Regions from separate parts of the Ovis aries genome. Here region 2 is linked to region 1. The links are chromatin contacts, called in public Hi-C maps. All regions are on one chromosome and are shown on one strand. The core of a region is the stretch at or near the end of the contact, and the rest is flanking DNA. Distances in the headings are between cores, read along the strand shown.

Region 1 (7,367 bases), core at 4,830-7,329:
GTTATCTGTTTATGTTCTGCGCCTCTCTATTTAAGACTTAAAAGGAGACAGGTAGCCATACTGAAGATGGTAACATTTTGTACGCATCACTATTTAGGAGCAGGTGGGACTTCCCTGGTGGTTCAGTGGTTAAGCCTTAGCCTTCCAATGCAGGGAGTGTGGGTTCAATCCCAGGTTGGGGAGCTAAGATCCTGCATGCCTCATGGTCAAAAAATCAAAACATATAAAACAGAAATAATATTGTAACAAATTCAATAAAAGATGTTAAAAATGACCCCCATTCAAGAAAAAGTGGAGGGTAAAGTACAAACTTTAAAAAATATACTTAAGAAGAGGTGAGAAAGACAGAAAAAAAGAAAGAAAGAAGGGGAAGGAAGAGAGAAAGGAAGAAATTTCAGTTAAGTATATTTCATTTGTAGAGTTGGTTTCCTGAAGGGAGGGATAAAACAAGACAAAATATTGGTTACTATTTGATTAAGTTAAAAAAAACATTTATTAACTACCTGCTCTGTCCTAGGGCTTCCCTGATAGCTCAGATGGTAAAGAATGCACCTGCAATGTGGGAGACCTGGGTTCTATCCCTGGATTGGGGAGATTCCCTGAAGAAGGGAATGGCTGCCCACTCCAATATTCAGCCCTGGAGAATCCCATGGACTCTATTGTCCATGGGGTCACAAAGAGTCAGACACAACTGAGCAACTTTCACTTTGCTCTGTCCTAACTCGCGCTGGGTGCCGAGGAGCGTCACAAGATAACTGGTATGAGAAGATCTCCGCGTAATGCATAAACATGTCTTCCTTCCCTCCATCACACGCTCACAGAGGATAGTTTAGCTTTTAGCCCACCACAAGGCAGGAATCCACATTAGGATGGAGCCTAAACCAATGCCAGGTCCTTCTGAGCAAGATCCATCTGGGGGAGTCTCAGAAGGAAGGTATGATTCCAGAATCCATCTGAATCTTGCAGAGTCAACTTTCATCTAGAATTATTGTCAGCGCATCTAAAAGCCATCTCTGACCATTCCCAGGATTCTCTCTGTCTTCTCATTAACCTCTAAGCTGGCTAGAGAGGAGCTCTGGGGAATGACTCAGGCCAGAACAGAATATTTAAGGAAGTGTATAAAGCATTACACATGACTAGTAGGTGCCACCTACTTGTGGCAGGTTACTCTCTTCCCCAAGAAAGAACAAAGGTGCTATAAGTTAAGGGAAACTGTGTAGTGCCAGGGATGAAAAAAGGAAGAAGAGGGGCTTCCTGGTGGTCCAGTGACTAAGGATCCACTTTCCAGTGCTGGCATTGCGGGTTCTATCCCTGGGCAGGGAACTAACATCCCACATGCCATGGGGCAACTACACTGCAGGCACAACTAGAGAGCCACAACAAATGAGCCCCTGTGCCACAACCAAGACCTGAAACAGTGAAATAAATACATCTTTTAAATTTTAACTAAAAAAATTTCTTTTAGAGAAAGGAGAAGTAGAGTCTGGGGAAAGCCAAGAACCCTGGATTTGGGAGCCAGTCACCAGCTGTGCACCATTAATAAACTACTCAACTTTTCATGTCTGTTTTCTCAAACTCCAAATGATAATATTACCTATATTATTGATGATTAAATGAGTGAAGAGACCTGAATATTCCAGAAATGTCTAATGTAGATGTTAATTAATATTTGTGGAATTATGAAAGAGATATCTGGGTGGGTGAAAGGATCGATTTCTTAACAGCAAAGGGAGTGAGCTGGAGAGACCAGAGTTCTAAGAGAGCCTCTGGAGACAAAAAAATAGGACTAGACGCAGAAAGTTGGAAGCAAGCACCTGGCTTAATGCATCCCAGGGAGAAGTTACCCAGATAATTATATGCTGCTCTTTAATTTGGGAATCTGGGGCTGTATCTGTATAATCCTATTAGACCTAAACTCTACATGCTGTCTGTGATAGAATTATGAGCAAAGGACACCAGAAGGGAGCCTAAAATCCACCGCTGTCAAGGGCTTTACAGTCTGGGGAGTGTTGTGTTCCAGAAGTAGTAAACATGGGCGGGAGGGAGCTGCCTGCTGACAGCCACCTGGCTACAGTCCCACCACACCCTCATCCCCATCCTGTCTGAAACTGCCCTCCTGGGGCTGGCCTGAAGCTGGACCAGATTCCACGTAAGCTGGGATGCAAAGCGCCTTTCCCTGGACAACCCAGGGAGACTCGGTATTTCTTCTTGGGTCCCAGTCCTAGGTTTCTTTCCTCCTTGTCCAGTTGTTTAATTTTGCCATTTACTCTGTTGCATATTTTCAGCCCACACAATAAAGCTGTGAGGAAACCAGTCCTGAGCTGACAAACAGGGCTGCAGAATTGAGCTAAAATGGTCCTTTGGATCCCACTCCTGGTAAATCCTAGAATGACCAGCTTTTCCCTTACATCTGCTTCCTCCTGTCAACTAAATGCCAACAAGGATACATAGCCTCAAAAACTTACTTCTATTTTGCAGACTGTTGCAGAATTCCAAGACGCTGTAAGAATTTTGAACAACCTAATGCAGGAATCGTTAAAAAGCAAACTGCAATTGGCTTTGGACAATTAATCCAGGTCAACAGGGACTTCACTGGTGATTCGGTGGCTAAGACTCTCGTGCCCCCAGTGCAGAGGGCACAGGTTCAATCCCTGGTCAGAGAACTAGATTCCACATGCCAAAACTAAAGATCTCACATGCCGCAAAGACCTGGTGCAACCTAATAAAAAAATAAATATTTTTTTAAATCTGGGTCTATAATAAGGTGATAATATTTAATGTTTAAATAGCAGGTTGAAGTTTATAAAATGTTTTACACCCGTTGCCTCACTTGATGAAAGCTGTATAGGCGAGGCATGCGTTTACTGTAGGCACCCTCTGATGGCTCAGGGGGATTCTAGACTCCTGGCATTCTTGCACTCCTTTAGCCACTGCCGCATTGAATAGAGCTGACCACCATAAGAATGTTGCAGAAATGATGGAGTGTCACACTTCATCAGGACATTGTAACTTTCACCTTACCCTGCTCCTGGATCACTCTCTCTGGGAGAAGCCAGCTGCCATCTTGTGAGAACATTCAACAGCCCTGATGCCTAATTTTATGTTGTTAATTTGAAGGGGCTAAAGGAATGCCCAGATAACTGGAAAAATGTGATTGTGGGATATGTCTGTAGAGCTTAGCATTTGAATTAAAAGACCAAGGAAAGAAAATTGCCCTCACCAATGCAGGTGGGCATCACCCAATCCACTGAGGACTCGAATAAAACAAAAAGATAGAGGAAGGGCAAATTTCATTTTTCTGCTTGAGCTGAGACATCCATCTTCTCCTGCCTGTGGACAATGGCACTCCCCATTTTGGGGCTCTTAGGCTCAAACTGGGATTTATACCATTGGCCTCCTGAATTTTCAAGCCTTTGGGCTCTGAATAACATCACAGGCTTTCCTGGTTCTCCAGCTTACAGACAGCAGATATTGGGATTTCTCAGCCTTCATAAATGCATGAGTCAATTCCTATAATAAAATAAATGTCTTTCTATGTCTGTGTAACTATTGGTTCTGGTTCTCTGGAGAATGCTGGGTAATTCAGCAGCAATGAAGAAGTCTACTTAATGGGGAACAAGGGCCTTCTGATAACAGCCAGGAGCAACTTGAAACTGGATTTTCCAGTCCCTATCAAGAATTCAGGTAATTACCACCTCTCCCTACATTTTTTCTTAAATAACAGCTATATTGAAATATAATTTACATCTCAAACAACTCACCCATTTAAAGTGTGCAATTCATTTAAAGTGTGCAGTGTCTCTTAAGTATATTCACATGTATGTGTAACCATCATCACGGTCAGGGTTAAGATGTTATCATCACCTCAAAAGAAACTTTAGGTGTTACCTCCCTATGACCCCATACTCCCCAGCCCTAAGTAACTAGTAACCTATATTCTATTTGGGGACATTTCATTTAAATGTAATTATATAGAGTGCGGTCTTTTGTGACTGGTTTTCTTCACTTAGCATAATGTTTTCAAAGTTCATCCATGTTGTAGCATCTATCATTACCTCAATCTTTTTTATGGATGAATAATATTCCATTATATGGATATACCACATTTGTTTATCCATTCATCAGTTCATGGACATTTGGATTATTTTCAAATTTTGCCTACTATGAATAATGGTACTATAAATACTCATATATAACTTTTCATGCGGACATATGCTTTCATTACTTTTTGGAAGAAATGAAAGCATATGTCTACTCCATCATATATATAGGAGTGGAATTCTTGGGTCATACAGTAACTTTGTGTTTAACCATTTGGGAAACTGGCAGACTGTTTTGCAAAGCAGTCAAATTATTTTATATCCCTAATAGCAGTATATGAATATTCTGATTTCTCTACACACTCATCACTTTTTGGTTCTAGTTACCCTACTGAGTGTGAAGTGACATTTCACTGTAGTTTTTATTTGCACTGCCCTTACTCCTTGGAGGGCTTCCCTGGTGGCTCGGATGTTAAAGCGTCTGCCTCCAATGCAGCAGACCCGGGTTCGATCCCTGGGTCAGGAAGATCCCCTGGAGAAGGAAATGGTAACCCACTCCAGTATTCTTGCCTGGAGAATCCCATGGATGGAGAAGCCCGGTAGGCTCCAGTCTATGGGGTTGCAAAGAATCGGACATGACTGAGCGACTTCACTCCACTTCACTTCTACTCCTTGGAAGAAAAGTTATGACCAACCTAGATAGCATATTGAAAAGCAGAGACATTACTTTGCCGACTAAGGTCCGTCTAGTCAAGGCTATGGTTTTTCCTGTGGTCATGTATGGATGTGAGAGTTGGACTGTGAAGAAGGCTGAGCGCCGAAGAATTGATGCTTTTGAACTGTGGTGTTGGAGAAGACTCTTGAGAGTCCCTTGGACTGCAAGGAGAGCCAACCAGTCCATTCTGAAGGTGATCAGTCCTGGGTGTTCTTTGGAAGGAATGATGCTAAAGCTGAAACTCCAGTACTTTGGCCACCTCATGCGAAGAGTTGACTCATTGGAAAAGAGTCTGATGCTGGGAGGGATTGGGGGCAGGAGGAGAAGGGGACGACAGAGGATGAGATGGCTGGATGGCATCACTGACTCGATGGACGTAAATTTGAGTGAACTCTGGGAGTTGGTGATGGACAGGGAGGCCTGGCGTGCTGCGATCCATGGGGTTGCACAGAGTCAGACATGACTGAGCGACTGAAATGAACTGAACTGAACTGAATGACTAATTATGTAGAGCATCTCTCCATGTGCTAAGTGGTCATTTATACATCTCCTTTAGTGATATGTCCATCTGTTCAATTACTTTGCCCTTTTATTAGCTGAGTTATTTGTCTTTTAATATTGAGCTGTAAGAGGTCTTTACATATTTTAGACACAAGTCTCGTAACAAATATGTAATTTGCAAATATTTTCCTCCATTCTGTGGTTTGTCCTTTTACTTTCTTGACAGTGCTTGTTGAAGCACAAAAATTTTAATTCTTATGAAATCCAACTTATTCATTCTTTTCTTTTATGGGTTGTGCTTTGAATGTCATATCTAGGAATCCATTGCCAAATTCAAGATCATGACGATTTACCCTTGTGTTTCCTCTAAGAGTTTCATAGTTTTAACTCTTACAGTTAAGTCTTGGATCTATTTTTAGTTAATGTTTGTGTGTAGCATGAGATGAGTCCAGTTTCATAACTTTTGTGAATATTCAATTGTCTTAGTAGTTGGTGTGTCACACACACACAGCTATCTGAATAGAAGAGAAACTATACACTTAACTCTCCTTATAATGCCTACAGTGGAAGGCTCAGCTGACTAGGGCAGACACTGGTAGTTTAAAAATAAGCAATAGCCCAGAAAGCTGAGATAATGCTTCCAAAAAAGCTTCCTCTTATTTCTCAATTGAACAACCAGAGCATACTCCCAGATGTCTCCAAGCAGCCATTCTCAGGGCCAGAAAGAGAGGCTCAGACTATCCTCCCCCATGACCTGAAGATGAAGAGAAGGCTGACTGAAGGACCGTGGACGGTAAACAACCTTTAGGGCAACTTGGCTTCTGAACCAGGAATGTCAGCTTCTTATTGCTACAATTCAACCAGGGAATTTCAGAAGGTGAAAGAGTTAGGGTCCATTTCAGAGCAACACATAGAAAGAACTAACTGGCCACCCAAAACCTTATCTGAACCTAAAATGTTCTGCAGAATTGGGCAACAAAGTTGAAAGAAACAGCCTCTTCCTTGCAGGCTGTTAGTGCCAAGACTCCTTCTTGTACACTTGTAACTGAGTGAATACAGGAGCCAAGAAAATTAAATGGAATTTTTGGAACTCGAGACTGGGTGTGCTGCAAGCTGAGGACAGAAATATTCAGGTTGATGAAAGTGGGGTGTAGGCTTGTTTTCTTTAGGGTCCTTCCCATCCTCTAGCACTCTGGCCAATGTTCATGGAGTCAAGCTGACTTCCAGGCTTCCTTGCAATGACCAAAGTTCAAAGTAATATGTCCCCAAACTTCTCCATTTACAGCAGAAAATATTAACTGACAACTCCCTTTAAGACAGACTAGGTTCTGAAACTCCATATAACCAGGAAAACTGGTTCAAAAAACTGAATTTGACACCATATCAAAGAAACAGATGCAAAAGTACTGATAAGATAGTGATATGGGCAGACTCAAAGGCTACTGCAGAAAGCAAAGAAAAGGCCAGGGTGCAGGCCCTACATCTCCCTTCAGCCAGAACACACAGCTTTCTCTCTTCATAAACGTGGGCTCAGGAGAAGATTTAATTTGAGGGGAAAGGATTCAGATAAATGAAATGAATAGGTGATAGATAGATAGATGGTAGACAGATATGAAATCCATAAAACATAAAAATCCCTGGTGGTGTAGAAAGAACACTGCAGTGAGAGTTAAGAGACCAGGCTTCCAGTCCAGGCTGCCACTAGTGCCAGCTGGCCTTCAGCAAGTGATCAAAATGTCTAAGGCACCATTTTTTTTAGCTGATAAATGCCCAGTGTGTGCTAAAATTCTCTAACAGTCTTTAGGTCCAGCTCCAGGGTTGATTCCTTAACTACAAGAAAGCTCTCTCTGCCTTTAATGACCATAGTTTAAATCCTACCCTAGTCACCCCGTCTTGAGAAGATGGAGTTTTACATGGAGATAAGCCTGAGAAGTGTTAAGTCATCTCTTGGCTTAGAAAACCCCTGTAATGGAGCACAAAATTCAGTTTACAGATGGAATCAGCACACTGTAATCTAAAGAGAGCTATATGGTACCCTGGGCCATAATAATACCCCCAATAATGGTAATAATAAAAGCATACTGTTATTGAGAACTCATCATGGGTCAAAC
Region 2 (7,409 bases), core at 455-2,954, 50 kb after region 1:
AAAATGTGTTACTTGAGCCCCGTTTTTATTGATAAGCCCAGTGATGGCCCTACCCTGGCCTCTTGTTCTGTCATCATGTTCCATTAAAACTCCCATTTCTTTCTCCTTTGTCTCTTATCACACCTTTCCTCTGCTCCCAGGGCAGCTTAATGTCTTCTAGGTCTTTTTTCCCTCTCCATCTGTATGATTTCTACTACAAAATCTAGTCCCTGGAAAAGGCCCAATGGCATGGAAGTGATAGCAGTGATAAACCCATCTATCACTCCAGTGAACTGAAAGAGATGCTGAGGCATTCCCATGACCAGCTCCAATCCAAAATCTGCTGGAACTAAGAAAGGACAGCACAATCTTGGGCTCTTCCTGGTCTCAGAATCTGCAGAGACACTTCCAGACCCAGAAAGACACTCACAGCCAACAAAGACATCTTGGCTTGTTTAGCGGAGAAGGCACATCTGGAAGTGACTTGCCTTCCATTTTGAGAAAGTTGGCAGCTCCCAGCTCGCAGCTCACAGGGTTACTAAAAAGAAAAAAGAAATGATGTTCATTCTCCTATATCTTACCTTTCCCAGGGGATAAAAATGAAACTTACAATTAGCTTGAGAAACAAAATATACACACACACACACACACACACACACACACACACACAGAGCAATGTGGTGCACTGTTTATGGGCTGGAAGTTAGAGATCTCAGAAAAAAAGGAGTTTCTAAAAACAACAAAAAAAGACACTTCCGGAGCCTCAGAGAAGAGCTCACAGTTCTGAAGAACCACCAGATTATTGGGTTCAGCCCACTTCCCTGGTTCAGAATCTCCCTAAGCGATTAGATCATGAATAGGCCACCCCTCAGAAGGGAATACAGCTAGGACTAGCCGCAGTGAAAAAAAAAAAAAAACTTTATTGGTTTACGAGGAGAGATACAGAGGAAATGATGGGAGAGTCCGTTTATCAGTATACACCAGTGAAGTTTAAAGGAGGCAATCTGTTGCCTCATTCTGAATGCGCTCTCATAACTGGGCCATGGGTAAGGGTGACCAGGCCTCGCCTTGACCGAGGGGCGGCCTGGTCTTGACTCAGGAGGTTTCCAAGTTGACTCTGCGTTTACGAGCGTGTGGCCTTGAGACACTGGGGTTCTGACTTCTCCTGGTAGTGAGGATTAAACGTCAGTGGAGGGACTGCCAAACCGTTTGGGACAGGGACGGGGTAACCGGGGAGGACAAACTCTCTTTAATTCGCCTCTGAGAAAACAGTCGCTCAGGGAGGTTAGGGAACTTGGCCAAAATCTTTAGCAGAGTCGTGGGGTGGGGCAGGGACTAGAACTCAGATCTGCTGTGGGTTGGTGGCCTCGAAGTTCCGTCTCTCGGACCCACGAAATGAGGCAGAGACAAGGCCTTTCTGCAGAACAGGAGCCGGGCGTAACTTTGTGGGAAGGGGGCAGGGTGCGCGGAGACCTTAGACTTGGGTTTCAGCTCCTCCCGACCCACCGGCTCGTGAGCGGAATTCAGTGGATGAACGGGGATCTCCGCACTCCCTCCGCCCACCCCGCCTGAGAGGACCCTCGGGACGCCGTCCCCGTCCCCCTCCAGGAAGATGGAGAGGCCCTGGTCGGGGAGCCCCACCCGCTCGGGACATCCCGGCGCTCCGCCGCAGGGCTGGGCCTAGCCAAATGATTCAAAACAGGCTCCTGCCCGTCACCTTGGCAACGCTCTCCCGTTGCTAGGCGACCGGGCGCCGTAGTAAACCGAGGGCGGGCGTGTTACTAGCGGATGGGAGGAGGCCCGCGGGAACTAGCCCGACGTTCCGGCCCTGAGACTGCCGGGGGAAGCTGGGGGAGAGGGCAGAGAAGGAAGGGACGGGGTCGGGGGCGCATGCCTGATGCAAACGGGGGGCACCCCTTAAGAGGCCACTCCCGTTAGGCCCCTGCCCTCCCAGCCTGTCCTTGACACCCCACCACCCCCGCCCCGCCCCAGCAGTCCCCGAGAGCTCCGTCACCCCCGCGTGAGCGATTGCCCCACAGGATGCCCAGATGGGACTGCCCCTCTGATTCACTCCAGCTGCTTGAGGCATGAAGGAAGGCGGCTTCCTCTCCTGGAAATGACTGCATTTGCAAAAGCCCTCAAACAATTCCATTAAAAAGAGGAACGGGAAAAGCCACAGAGAAGAGAGCCCCCGCAAATGATTTTCTTTGGCCCTCCCCACTGCACAGAAGTAGGTGTTCCCAGAACTCGGGGCCCATGTTAGGAAACTGGAGTCTTTTTCTTATTCTGTGAGTGTCTGGGGCCATGTGAACATGAAGCATGATTGCATTAGGAATTAACCTGAAGCTGGGACACCTCGGAGCTCAATGTCCTGTAGCGGCTTTAGTATTTTGGACACTTGGCATGGGCACTTTAGTGATGTTAGTTTTCCCATTAGGGCTGGGAAGTGGATATCAAAATGTCCTGAGCAAATGTTGCTAATCGTCCTTAGTAAATGTGTCATGTGTGAGGCATTGAAGTAACAATTGTAGTATGGGCTACAGAACCTCAGAACTTTGGACATTTGAGATCTACCATCCGAAAGGGCTCCAGCCAGGAGGGAATCACAGGGCTTGGGAAAGGATATAACATTTCCAGTCTGTCACTGGCTTCTGAGCAATCTGATTGTACCCTAGTCTCTGTGAACTGAAGATAATACTTGCTCGTGAGATCACTGCTGTTTTCTGGGCTTGGCATATCAAGCAGCAGGAATGTTTCCACAGGTGGGAGGAAGCGTATTGGCACAGGGTCTGTTTGATGAAATTCAGGGCGCTTCTGTGTAGGAAGGCCTAGGGTGTGTCTGTGAACCCTCTTTGCAACTTCTCCCTGCTCTTTCCTTTGTGAAGCAGGAGGATCCCTGTCCCTTTCACCATAGGAGGCTGTTTGGACACTTCTTCAAGATCATATCTTCAGCCATGGTCTTCCTAATTGTATCTGTGAGCCGGGTTTCCATTACGCACTTCATTCATTCATTCCATTCATTTGTGGCTGTTGGGGCTAGGCTCTGAGGATCAACAATGAATAAGACATAGTTGCCACTGTATCTAGAAAGTTAGTCAAGTGAACAGACCAGCCAAGTAAACCATGTGATGAGTTACAGGAGAAGGCACACAGAACAGAGCAGTGTAGACCAGAGCCAATAACAACCGCAACATTTACACTGTATTCCAACCTTTCGTCTACTTAGTAACAGAAAAGAATTAGTTAATAGGGCCTGGGTCAGAAATCTGACTCCTGGGAGGATAGAGAGTATACTATCTATGTCCCAAACTAATGGAAATCAACTCTGAATATCATTGGAAGGACTAATGCTGAAGCTGAAGCTCCAATTCTTTGGCTACCTGATGTGATGAGCCAATTAGTTGGAAAAGACCCTGATGCTGGGAAAGATTGAGGGCAAGAGAAGAAGGGGACAACAGAGGATGAGATGGTTGGCTAGCACCACCCACTCAATGGACATGAGTTTGAGCAAACTCCGGGAGATAGTAAAGGACGGGGAAGCCTGGTGTGCTGCAGTCCATGGGGCAGCAAAGAGTCGGACACGAGTGAGTGAGTGAACAACGGTCCCAAACAAATCTTTCTTGGGACAAGATGCCAGAATGGATATATGCAAGAATTTAAAAAAAAAAAAAAAAACTGGAATCCATAGCCCCAGGCTTGGACCTGAGGGAAGGGCTGTGCTTTGCAATCTTTCCTGGTTCAGGGAAGCCTGGCGTGCAGTCTGTGGGGTCACAAAGAGTCGGACACATCTGAGCAACTGAACTGAACTGGTTCAGCATCTCAGCATTCTAACCCATTGTTTTAATCACTTCTAATCTCCAGAGTAGACACAAACCAAATTGAATTCCTGTTCACAAAGTATGTGTGGGTGTCCCAAGACCAGTTTCTCTTTTTTTCATACCTAGTAAACGTGTTTTGGGACAGTGCAGGGTACAGTAACTGAGGACCTTAACAGTGATAAGTTGGTCCCAGCCCTTGGCTTTGTGATGTCACAAACGTTCAGTTGCACGTACATCCCTGTGGAGGTGCCCTGAGGGGATCAGAGTCCAACACACCAAAGTTCAGTAATGTTCTGAGACATGGAATCTTCTCATCTGTGTTGAGTCAGGAGCTTCTGAGCCTACTCACATTATATTTATGTGGCATTGACTAGCAATTACTTTAAGAGAAGAAAGAGAAGGAACAAAACCTTAACATGCTCAAATTACAATGAAAGGAAGTGAGTGGGATACTCAGCTCTGATTTTTGTGGTCAGGCAGAGAAACTCATGCTTTGTCAAAAAGAGGAAATTGAACATTGTGGCCCAGGGTCCTTGGGGAGGGGATTGGGGCGGGGGGCGCGGTCTCAACATTGATTGCAGCTAGGAGCCAGCCAGTCAAACAGGCACGCACACTAAATGCACATCTTCCTTCGGGTATGTGCATGTTAAGTCACCCATGTCCAGCTTTCTATAATCCCATGGCCTCTAGCCCACCAGGCTCCTCTCCCAGAGCTAGGCCTTAGTGTTAATCTCTCAGTCGTGTCCAACTCTTTGCGACCCCATGGACTGTAGCCCACCAGGCTCCTCTGTCCATGAATTTCCCAGGCAAGAATACTGGATTGGGTAGACATTTCCTTCTCCAGGGGATCTTCCCTATCCAGGGATTAAACCCAGGTCTCCTGCATTGCAGGCTAATTCTTTACTGTCTGAGCCACCAGAGAAGCCCAGAGCTAGGCTTTGGGAAGGCTAAAATAATATAATTTGGAAGGCCCTCTTTAAAAACAATAGTACAAAATGACAAGTACAAATTAAATAATAAGCGTCTTGGAAGGGGCCTGAATAAGTAGGGGACCAAAAGCTAAAGTTTCATCAGCTCCACTCTCTAAATCTACCTCTAGACTTCCTCACATAACCCATCCGAGACTCTCATCTCCTTGGTTACAGACTCATCTCTCAATGGTTACGTGACTTCCTCCGTAACCCATCTGAAACTCTGCTGCTCCCATCTCCTTTTCCCTGGAGAGAGGGGATATTTCGGGCTATTAAGGTACAGGGGGCGCGGTTTATGAGCAGAGGCAATAAAAACCAAAGACAGGACTGTGCCAAAGGGTGACTCAAGCGGGATATGAGAAGTGTCTCCAAGTATTTGCAGGGTGGAAGCAGAGAGAAGGGAAAAGAATCGGTCACTGTTCTGGGGTGGAAAGGGAATGAGGATACGATTAAGTCAAGAAAAATGTGCACAAAACTCATCAGGAAACATTGCCGAACAGTATTTTCTGATACCTCGGAGTTGTATTTCCCATGGAAAGTATTTGAGGACCTACTGAGTCACTGAAAACTAAAACTGGCCACAGGAAAATGTGCCACAGGAAACAATCTTACAAGATGTCCTCGAGGGAGCAGCTGGATGGCCCTGGAGTTCACTGTGAGCCCTAAATTCCAGAGAGCTGACACATGGCTTCTATAGCTTACTGTGTGGGGAGGAAGCCAAGGCAAGAAAAGAGCGGGCGAGCCTGCAGGGTGGGGCAGCCACCTCCACCCACCTTTGCTGCTGGTGGGGCAAAGCATGTGATTGAAGAAGGAAAATATGGGAAGATAGTGCCACCCAGCGTTGAGATGAAAACTGCAGCCAGAAAACAGCAGCCGATTCAACGGTGAACAGGAATCAGAAATCCCCCGCTCCCTTTTCTTGAAGGAGAGGAGGGACATAAAGGGTCGTTTGGGTGATACGGACATCACCCCTGGACTGAAGCACACGTGCGTCAGACAGGGTGTTAAATAAGGCTGATAAATAAGGAGAAATATGGTAGGATACCCCTTATATGTGGGATCGTATAGTGAGTAAGTGAAAGACACTCAGTCGTGTCTGACTCTTTGCTACCCCACGGACTATACAGTCCATGGAATTCTCCAGGCCAGAATACCAGAGTGGGTAGCCTTTCCCTTCTCCAGGGAATCTTCCCAACCCAGAGATCAAACCCAGGTCTCCTGCATTGCAGGCGGATTCTTTACCAGCTGAGCCACCAGGGAAGCCCAAGAATACTGGAGTGGGTAGCCTATCCCTTCTCCACAGACCTTCCTGACCCGGGAGGAATCATATATGCGGAATCTAAACAGAAATTATACAAATGAACTTATTTACAAAACAGATACAGACTCACAGACCTCATGGTGGATGGGGGAATGGAAGGATCAGGGGAAGGGATAGTTAGGAAGTTTGGGATCTACATGTACACACTGCTATATTTAATATAGATAATCAACAAAACCATATACTGTACAGCACAGGGAACTCTGCTCAATGTTACCTGGAAGCCTGGATGGAAGGGGAGTTTGGGGGGAAATGGATACAAGTGTGGTTGAGTCCCATTGCTGTCCACCTGAAACTATTACAGCTTTGTTAATCACCTATACCCCAATATGAAATTAAAAGTTTTTAAAAAAAATAGCATAGAGAATATATCGGGTGACAGGATCAAGATCAAAGGAGACTAATTGGGCCAGAATGTGGACTAATTCAAATGCTCCAAGGGGAGCCTGCCTTTGAGTCCCCAAACCAACTGCACAAACATAGGATGGGAGGATCATGACTCGGCTGGTGGCAGATCTGGTTGACGCGGCGGAAGGGCAGGGCAGGGCAGAGAGGCTTTCGCTAAATGTCAGCCCAAAGTGAGTCAAACAGGTGTGATTTTTATGACACGTTAATTCCCTGATTATATAGTTTTCAGTCTGTTCAGTTTTTTTACTTGTGTGATCAGAGTGGTGACTCCCAAGTTCCTCGCATGTGGAACCGGAAATTCAGAAGTCCAGCCCTGGGTGTATGCAAAAAGTTTTCTAAAATTACGGGTTCCTGGGCATCACCCCAGAACCACTATGGCAGCTCAGGATGGAGCCTGGGAATCTGCATATCTTCCAAAGTTGCAAAGATGGTTCTGATGCTGGTCAGAATTGAGCCCTACTGCTCTCAAATGTGGAGCCAACTTTGAGGACTTTACAATCAAGACAAACAGCTGGAATATAGAAAGCATCATGGGAGCGGACAAGGACAGAGAAGAGGGAACGGTCCTTAGGAAGAAGCATTTTCAAAGAATGGGTGACTTGAGTTCATCCTGACAAGAGGCAGATCCTTAGGTAAGAAGAGAAGACATTCCAGGAAGAAGGAAGGAAGAGCATCAGCCAGGACGAAGAGGGTGAAGTCCCTGGGTATTCAGGGGAACACAGCAGTCTCCCCACCTTCTCAACCCAATTAATTGGCACAGCTTTTGAGGACAGAAAGCACCATTTGTATTTCTAGGGGACTGACAACAAAAGATATGCAATCAAACCCCTATTAATTTGCCAGGTTTGTTTGCTTTTTGTTTAAGTTTTAGAAATGTACTTTAAAAAAAAAATTTATCCCTTTACCCAAAGA

The links. Hi-C and Micro-C count contacts between places; a contact is called where the count stands out from the background.
Region 2: a contact with region 1 is called in a Hi-C map of tail adipose tissue, with 4 times the contacts expected there. The contact joins two enhancer-like sites. A contact is called at or near these places in 4 of 16 Hi-C or Micro-C datasets (muscle, omental adipose tissue and tail adipose tissue).

Annotation. Positions count from the first base shown.
Region 1 is chr3:202,381,757-202,389,123 of ARS-UI_Ramb_v3.0, forward strand. No RefSeq gene overlaps it. Among named protein-coding and RNA genes, the nearest start is that of GSG1, 58 kb to the right of the region's middle. Within about 2 kb of position 6,080, at least 7 of the 54 cell types and tissues checked have an H3K27ac peak or open chromatin away from gene starts, as enhancers often do. A contact at or near this core is called in tail adipose tissue, where this site is marked.
Region 2 is chr3:202,435,822-202,443,230 of ARS-UI_Ramb_v3.0, forward strand. No RefSeq gene overlaps it. Among named protein-coding and RNA genes, the nearest start is that of GSG1, 4.4 kb to the right of the region's middle. Within about 2 kb of position 1,705, at least 34 of the 54 cell types and tissues checked have an H3K27ac peak or open chromatin away from gene starts, as enhancers often do. A contact at or near this core is called in tail adipose tissue, where this site is marked.